Linked DNA regions of Zea mays: region 1 is linked to region 2. A link is a contact called in public Hi-C data. All regions are on one chromosome and are shown on one strand. The core of a region is the stretch at or near the end of the contact, and the rest is flanking DNA. Distances in the headings are between cores, read along the strand shown.

Region 1 (4,473 bases), core at 918-3,417, 93 kb after region 2:
AGGCAAAGGAACATACCCTGCCACTACACACCAAGTCAAATTATTTTGCTACGTTGAACTGAAGACTAGTGTGTTCTTCTTGGCCGAAGTGTTCACGCACAATCTCGATAGTGCGTTCTTCTTGGCCGAAGTGTTCATGCAAAATCTCGATAGTGCGTTCTTCTCGGCCAAAGTGCCAAACCGAGTTTGGCGTCACTCGAGGCAAAGGACCTACCCTGCTACTACACACCAAGTTAAATTATTTTGCTGCGTTGAACTAAAGACTAGTGCGTTCTTCTTGGCCGAAGTGTTCATGCACAATCTCGATAGTTCGTTCTTCTCGGCCAAAGTGCCAAACCGAGTTTGGCATCACTCGAGGCAAAGGAACCTACCCTGCCACTACACACCAAGTCAAATTATTTTGCTGCGTTAAACTGAAGACTAGTGCGTTCTTCTTAGCCGAAGTGTTCACGCACAATCTCGATAGTGTGTTCTTCTTGGCCGAAGTGTTCATGCAAAATCCCGATAGTGCGTTCTTCTCGGCCAAAGTGTCAAACCGAGTTTGGCGTCACTCGAGGCAAAGGACCTACCCTACCACTACACACCAAGTTAAATTATTTTGCTGCGTTGAACTGAAGACTAGTGCGTTCTTCTTGGCCGAAGTGTTCATGCACAATCTCGATAGTGCGTTCTTCTCGGCCAAAGTGCCAAACCGAATTTGGCGTCACTCGAGGCAAAGGAACCTACCCTGCCACTACACACCAAGTCAAATTATTTTGCTGTGTTGAACTGAAGACTAGTGCATTCTTCTTGGTCGAAATGTTCATGCACAACCTCAATAGTGCGTTCTTCTTGGCCGAAGTGTTCATGCACAATCTCGATAGTGCGTTCTTCTTGGCCAAAGTGCCAAACCGAGTTTGGCGTCACTCGAGGCAAAGGACCTACCCTGCCACTACACACCAAGTTAAATTATTTTGCTGCGTTGAACTGAAGACTAGTGCGTTCTTCTTGGCCGAAGTGTTCATGCACAATCTCGATAGTGCGTTCTTCTCGGCCAAAGTGCCAAACTGAGTTCGGCGTCACTCGAGGCAAAGGAACCTACCCTGCCACTACACACCAAGTCAAATTATTTTGCTGCGTTGAACTGAAGACTAGTGCGTTCTTCTTGGGCGAAATGTTCATGTACAACCTCGATAGTGCATTCTTTTTGGCCAAAGTGCCAAACCGGGTTTGGCGTCGCTCGAGGCAAAGGAACATGCCCTGCCACTGCCCAACAAGTCAAATTATTTTGCTGCATTGAACTGAAGACTAGTGCGTTCTTTTTGGCCAAAGTGTTCATGCACAGCCTCGATAGCCACTTGTAGCAACCAGTAGTGGTAATGGATCATGATCCAAATGTGTCTTCATAAGTTATAATTTTTAATTAAGTTTAGTTCAAAAATAAGTAGGAACACGGTTTGATCCCAATCTGATTCGATACTTAAATTTTATAGTATAAAATCTAGAGCCGGCCAACACATAATTTGCGCATCCAGCCGTGATATTCACAATACGGTGTTGGGGGATTGTAAAAACTAAACCATAACCTACTGTTTCGATCACAAACCAAATTGTAGAAAGTGACTATTGAGCACCATATTTAGCACCTAGACACAAAAGTAAAATACGATCGATAAACATACAAAATGAAAATATCTTAATATAAGAAGTCTAATATAACAAAGTTGACAAAGATCACAAGTTTATAATTCAAAATATAACAACCTTACAATTCACAATATAATAAGTTCACATATAACAAGTCTACATTTCCTGATCCATTTCACAAAACATAATAGGGATATCAACACTTCTAGCCTTACAACCTCGGAATATATAGATCCATTAGTGCATTAGTAAAAGGGTAATGACTAATTAAATTGTAAACAGATATAAATTTATGCTATATAATATTTTCGTTCTCCATCTATCCAATCTTTGATGCAAACAAGCTAGTGCTTCTACCATTGTAGGATCAAGGCAAGTATGAAATGGATCAAGCACACAACCATCGTCACGATTTTTTTTTAAAAAAATATAGTACTCGTGTGTGTATATATAGCGTGTGCGAGAGAGTGGCTGGTCCCTCTCACGTACCGCGTGAAAAGCGTGAGTGAAGCACGTCCCGCCAGCCTCTCCAAACGTTTGTGGGCTAGGTAATGGGCCCTGGCAAGAATCAAAATTGTGTGTGCCTTGCTGACTTGCTGTATCTGGTGTTAGTTTAGCCCCACCTTTTGAACGATGGGAGACTAGACAGACGCTATATATATGTCCTTGTGTTTAGGCCGGGTGGAGGCGAAGGGGTGGGTGGGTTAACCAGCTGGTCCACCAGCCTTTGGGCCTGTTAGTTTTTTGTAAAACTCTGAGGATAAAATTCGGTAAATTTTAATTAAAATCGGTATAATTTCCAATAAAAAATTCCAGTGCCGAGTTTGTTTTTAAAATTTTCGTATTGAAAAGTTTCGTGACCGTAAAAATCGAAAACGGCAACCAGAATTCTGAAAAAAAAAATCCGAAATCGTTTTCATACCTACTCTTCGATGCGATTCCAGCTCTCAGTATCATGTTGCCCGGCTGCAGCCGTCGCATCCAGCCGTATCATGGCACACCAGACGCGACATGTAGTAAGTAGCACTACTGTTTTAGATGGCATCTGATTTTTTTTATTGATGCTTCTTAGTTTACTGTTTAAGCGTTTTAGTTTGCAGCACTGCGTGTACGATGTACTGAAGCTGTGAAGAATGAGCATTGCCACAGAAGGCGTTTACTTGTTGATCCAACCCCATATTTAAGAACATCGATATAAGACACAAGAAAAGGTTTAAATAACTCACCTAGAAGATGTCAGCATCCATTATTTTCTGTGTGGGCTCTGAAGGAAATGAAACAGAATGTACAATAACGATCGTTGCCACAGTTGCCTAATGGTACAAGAATAGTGAAACCAGCTTATACACATACTGCTGATAGGAGCCAAATGACAATGCCTGACGAAAGGCAGCAACATACAACCAATGGTTAAGCAAATGGCCCATTTTCGAACTAAGAAAGAAAATCATCTATTATCAATTCATCAATTATCAACTCTACAAATAAAACTCATCCTATAACCCCTTGCTCACGGTGAGCTCAACAGCAAGGATGGCACAAAGGAACCTCTGTTGTGGCCTGAGCTTTGCCATACCGCATCAGGCATCACATCAACATAACATATGTAAAGAACAACAGCTATGTTATTAGCAGATTCTGGAAGTGAAAGGTCTCTGAAGTTAATCATCTGACTGTATGGTCTCTGAAGGAAATGAAATAGAAAATGGAACACACAAGTAACAGAGCGCATAGATCTTCAACATCCATTGTTTTCTGTATGGTCTCTGAAGGAATTGAAATAGAATGGTCTCTAAAGAAATGTATCTAACAAGCACAAAGAACCTGAGATGAATAGTAATGGTCTCACTAACAGGTAACTCAAGTACAGTATCATGCAGATTGCTTACTACCAAAACGGCGAGCCAAAATCTGCTGTTTCATCAACTTGAAATACAGTTTTGATTCTTCGTTCATTGTGCTTGTGTTAGTTTGCATTATCTCTTTGTCGTGCTGATCTCGCTCCAAGTCAAGCTTATTCTTCTCCAATTCATAGAACCTGTCATCATCACGGTCCCTCTCAATTTCTTGTCTTGCTTCTCTCATCTTTTTAACTTCTTCAATGGAAGGATCACCATCAGTGTCAAACTCATCATGCTTCCTCCATCTTGCCTTTTACTTCTCTGCTTTCTTTCCTAGTGGCCTGTCAAAGTTGACAGGATCTTCATTAGAAGCTTCCGGTTCAACCTGATCTTTTTAGCTTAGATTATCTGAATGCCCACTTTGGCTCGTGCCTAAGAATAATCCAGGCATGGTACACTGAAAATACCTTCCCGTGTTTTTCCCGGAATTTTGCTTTCGCTTCGACTACCTGAAAAATGACACATGACAAACAAATTATGGTTTACAGGATATCATGTTACAAAGTATAAACTACACATGGTTGTATATGTACACTCTACCTTGTCATCACTTGTGTTGCCATTTCCATTTTTCCTTTCTATGGCATTATTATAGTAACCTTGAAAAAGATTCACCTCTTTCTGAATTACATCCCACCTGTGCTTCAATGATGACCAGTTGCGATCTGACTCAAAAGTCCTGTTTTTGTTAAAGTATTTTCAAATTCTTTCCCAGGATGTGCCATCTTTTTTTTATCCTTTCTAGCAATAGGATCCTTATGTTCAGATACCCTGAAACTAACATATAGTCTTAATCTTCACTGAAATTCTTGAATCGGCTCTTCTTATTCGACTCTAAGTTCGGCTCATTGACCACCGTCACTTCATTTGACATTGTCCTCAGAGCTAAACACAAATGGACCTGCTGGTTGAGTAGAGAAGTATAATATCCAAGCTGTGAGGTTAC
Region 2 (4,186 bases), core at 635-3,134:
ATGCAGGTGATGGGCTTTCTATGAATTTCGCACCATTTCCAAAAGCAACAAGAGAAACCGTGGTACTGAGTCGTTCCACAACGACGACGACGATGGACATGTGTCTCCGACGCTTGCACCGCCTCCTCCACCTCCACTAGTTTTCCATTTGCTTCATCCATATTAGATATCCGTTCATATGTACATATATGCTTTTCTGCTAGAAATGAAGAACTTAGTGTTTAATATCTCTAATTATGTGTTATAGGGCTTCCAGACACCTCCAACTTCAGTTGCAGCATCTGGGGATGCATCTGGCCAAGATGACACCATGACTTCGTGGGTGAACAACCTTTTCAGTTTTTCACCACCAAAAGTCCAGCCACAGGAAGTGACCACAATTCTAACCAACCAAGTGATAGCTGGTAGGCTTAGTTAGTTATTCTTCTATTGCACTTCGAAACCTTAGTAGTTTGATGTTGACATTTGAATGATTTGAAACTATGTGTGAATGTCGATCACATAAGTTCGACGTGTGAAACTTTGTGACACTTTATGGTTGTGAATGTTCGTTTATCAGAAAAAATGTGTGTTGTGAACGTGGAATGTGTTTGTAAATGTATGTGTTTTTGGATGTATGTGGTTGTGGAATCTGGATATTTGTGGCTGTGAAAATATGTGTTGTGGTAATAAAACAAAAAAAACTCGAAGAATTTGACCTCACATAATTCATTAGTATGTCCGACGGTCTAGCAGTGGCTGTCGGACATAAGTGTATAAAGTCTGACGGTCCACGGACAACCGTCGAACATACTGACAACTTAAGTTCGACGACCCACATGTGGAGTTCTCTGGACGCGTTACGATCGTTACCCGATTTAATCGATCGGCTCTTAGAGGCCATCGAAAATAATTTATGTTCGACGGTGGCTGTCAGAAATACTCTTATATCTGACATTTTAGAACCGATGAACATTTGTTGTCGGACATAAGCTTTAAGGCTTCGAATTTTTTTAGTTTTACTGTTGTGGGAACCTTTGAGAGCAGTACAGTTTTCATCATTAACTTGGTAGTCAGAATCTGCACGTCAGCACGTCATCTCCAGATTACTCCTTTCGATTAGCTTATGCTTCAAAGTTCAAACCTGAGAACAAGTAGTACATCCCCATTAGGTAGTAGATGATTCGTAGTAAAGACATGCTTACAATCATTAAGGAGAAGATTCATCTCATGTTGTAATCGATATATTCTTGCTCCAATCATCGGCCCTTGTACCCGTTCATGAGTACCTTGATCGTGTTTAGCATGGGTCAGTAGTGTCATGATGGATGTTCTCATGAGAGGGAGTAGTCGAATGGAATGTAATTAGATCCAGAAAGACGATCCAAACCTGGATGGGCTGATAAACGCCATGAGTGGAGCTTCTCCTCATGCAAACGCAGGAGGCCACCGTTCGACACCACCATCGCAAGCGAGACAGACCGGAGCCAACTCTGCCGATCCTAAAGATTCATGCATCGTAGGAGGATCTGCATATCCACCGTTACGGTAGGCTTCGCTCTACAGAGAGATTGGAAGCGGCCGACGGGGCGCCGGCTATGTGATCTACCGAGCTCCTGGTGTCGTGCATGGTCACGCGGTAGGATGCGGGGGACGAGGCGAGGGATGGGGACTGCCGGACTGGGGAGTGGGGAGGAGAGGACCGGAGGAGAGTAGGAGACCCGCGGAGCCGCGCACTGCCGCGACGGTACAGGCTGCGAGCGGCTGCGAAGTGGGCTGTGTGTTGGGCTTCGTCTCTGACGGGCTAAGCGAGCTGGATGCCTGATCGATGCCTCGCGGGCGTTCGACGTCCCTCTGCCCGTTTGCGGTAGAATATGTATCGTTCCGTTGCGTTCACTCTGCTCTCCTTTTTCCCTTTCTCCCGTTCACCTTTCTCTATCGCTTTTCTTTCCCCCATCCCCCTTTCTTTCCTCGTGGTGACGACTGGGCTAGTGCTATCGTCCTTCGCCAGGTCTTCGCCGGCGACGAGCACCTACCAGGTATGCCCGACCCTTCCCATCCTGCTCTGCGCAACCGAACATCTCAAACCCTAGCTTAAACTTTTTTTTATTCGGATCTGGCCACGGGTATATACGTACAAGATATCTACTAGCTTCGAGTTCTTGCAAAATTTATCTGGTTTGCATTTGCACACCGCCACACCCATGCCCTCTACTGGGCGAGTTATTAGGTGGATTTGATCGGTGGTTTATTGGACTGGGAGCTGAAGTACTAGCTCTTAGTCTGGTGGATTTCTTGTTGGATAGGGGCATCACTGACCGACTGACCGCAGAGGGCTGGATATATTTTGGTGCAAATAGAACAAGAAGAAGAAAAAATTATGAAGTAGATTTCTTTCCCTTTTATCCACCTATAAAACTAGGTTGGTGTCATTTGATGAGATTAACCCACGCAAATTTGTTGTGGCCTTGTGGTGGCAATGCAATATTACCAAAAAAATGAAGCTTTATTTAATGATGTATATAGAAGCTCTATGGTGCATTAATAGTTCACTTGATCCATAATATAAATATGTTTTATTTGCGTTTTGGGTGGGGTTTGGTGTGGCCTAGCTGTGAATGGAGTTGTTCAACAGTTATGAGCATGTTCATTGCCCCTCCCCCCTTGAAAAGGAGTCTTTCCTTCAGATGATATTTTCTCGTGCTTATCTTCTTGTCAACACTGACATGCTTCTATGTGGACAGGTGACCCTATTCCTTTTCTTCACTCGGTGTATAATCCCCCTTTGCTGCAATCAAGCTTCTCAAACATAATAAGCAAATAGTCTCTTCACGTGATTGCCAAAATTAGTCAAGACGGGTGCTCTTTGCTGCGTGGCCGCTAGGCCACATGGGACGAAGTCTGACCCTGCAAGCAGAGATCGTTCTATGGATCCTACTGAGCCTCGTTGGCGCATAAACTCGAGCTTCTCTCCCCCAACATCAAGGAGATGGGACTGTCGTTATTCATCAGATGGATTGCCCCACAGAGTTCATGATGCTCCTCATGATCACCCACCTTATGTTTCATCATTGTCATCCCATAGCAAAGGAAGCAGAAATGCATTTGGCAGTGATCAGTACCTCAGTCACCATCATTCTGTGTCTGATGGAGCACTTTCTTATTTTGGGAGTCCAGCTGACAGCCTTCAGGCTCCACGCTGGACGCCCTCTCTTCAAAGATTTGATCTTGGTGAATTCTCTACCCCTGCAGGAGGTATGTACCTTTTTATTTCATATGGAAGATCAAGTTAGCTCAGCAGCAAACTATTTTTTTACTATTCTTTTATATGGTTATCTCTTCGTAGAACTGTGACTTGAGCGCTGGACTGAATTTGAGGTTTCTACTGGAAAGGCTAACACAGTGTGCTAACTTTTTTCGACTGGAAAAATGCAATACCTTCCCCATTTAGTCAAATTTCTACAATTTTTTAATATACTTTTAAAGTAAAATTGATTCTTTACAAGCATGCCTCCCCATTTCATTATCAGTGGGGGGATTGTACAGTTGTAATTTGATTCATTATTATCCGCTTGTATAGCTGCTATTTAGTTCAACAGCTTTTTTCTACTGGATTTGCATGGTCACATACTCTTCTTATGATCTTTTCTATTGTAAGTGTTATTCTTTCATGCATTCAGTGTCAGGTTTAGACATGGTTATGGCTCGGTTCAGTTTTGCATCAGGTTGAACAATGTTTATTCCCAAATAAGAGTAGGCTTCTTTATTGAATCCTTTATGCTTTTTGTTATTTACTTCTGAAACAAATTTGGTTTGATTCGAACATGTCTTTGCATTGCATAGTAAATGGGGAACTTGTAATTTGTTTCGTTTAGTCACTTCATTGGTACTTTTTTCACTGTATTCTTCATTGTGTTAAGATGTACTCCCTCCATTGTCCATTCCACAATCCATGTCATTTTAGTTTTGTCCTCAAACTTCTTTAACTTTGACCAAGTTTCTAGATAAATGTATTAACATCTACAGTACTAAATAAATGTACTATCAAGACATTTCATGGTGGATCTAATGAAACTAGTTTGATGATGTAGATATAGGTGCATTTTTCTATAAACTTGGTCAAAATTAGAGAAGTTTGACTTAGGAAAAAACTAAAACAAGCTATATTTTGGAACGGAGGGATTTCCTACTGGGCTTTTATGGTCAT

What was found. Hi-C and Micro-C count contacts between places; a contact is called where the count stands out from the background.
Region 1: a Hi-C map of tassel shows a contact between it and region 2, with 2.2 times the contacts expected there. The contact joins the enhancer-like site here to the promoter of LOC100275703 in region 2. A contact is called at or near these places in 2 of 25 Hi-C or Micro-C datasets (ear and tassel).

Annotation. Positions count from the first base shown.
Region 1 is chr9:139,091,249-139,095,721 of Zm-B73-REFERENCE-NAM-5.0, forward strand. No RefSeq gene overlaps it. Among protein-coding and RNA genes, the nearest start is that of LOC100283571, 8.7 kb to the right of the region's middle. Within about 2 kb of position 2,168, at least 17 of the 20 cell types and tissues checked have an H3K27ac peak or open chromatin away from gene starts, as enhancers often do. A contact at or near this core is called in ear and tassel, where this site is marked.
Region 2 is chr9:138,998,371-139,002,556 of Zm-B73-REFERENCE-NAM-5.0, forward strand. LOC100275703 (putative RING zinc finger domain superfamily protein) reads left to right here and starts at 1,885. Exons shown (of 4, transcript NM_001149728.1): 1 at 1,885-2,018; 2 at 2,724-3,234. The coding sequence starts at 2,907. LOC109942206 (a long non-coding RNA gene) reads right to left here and starts at 1,824. Exons shown (of 2, transcript XR_002264828.3): 1 at 1,370-1,824; 2 at 1,075-1,268.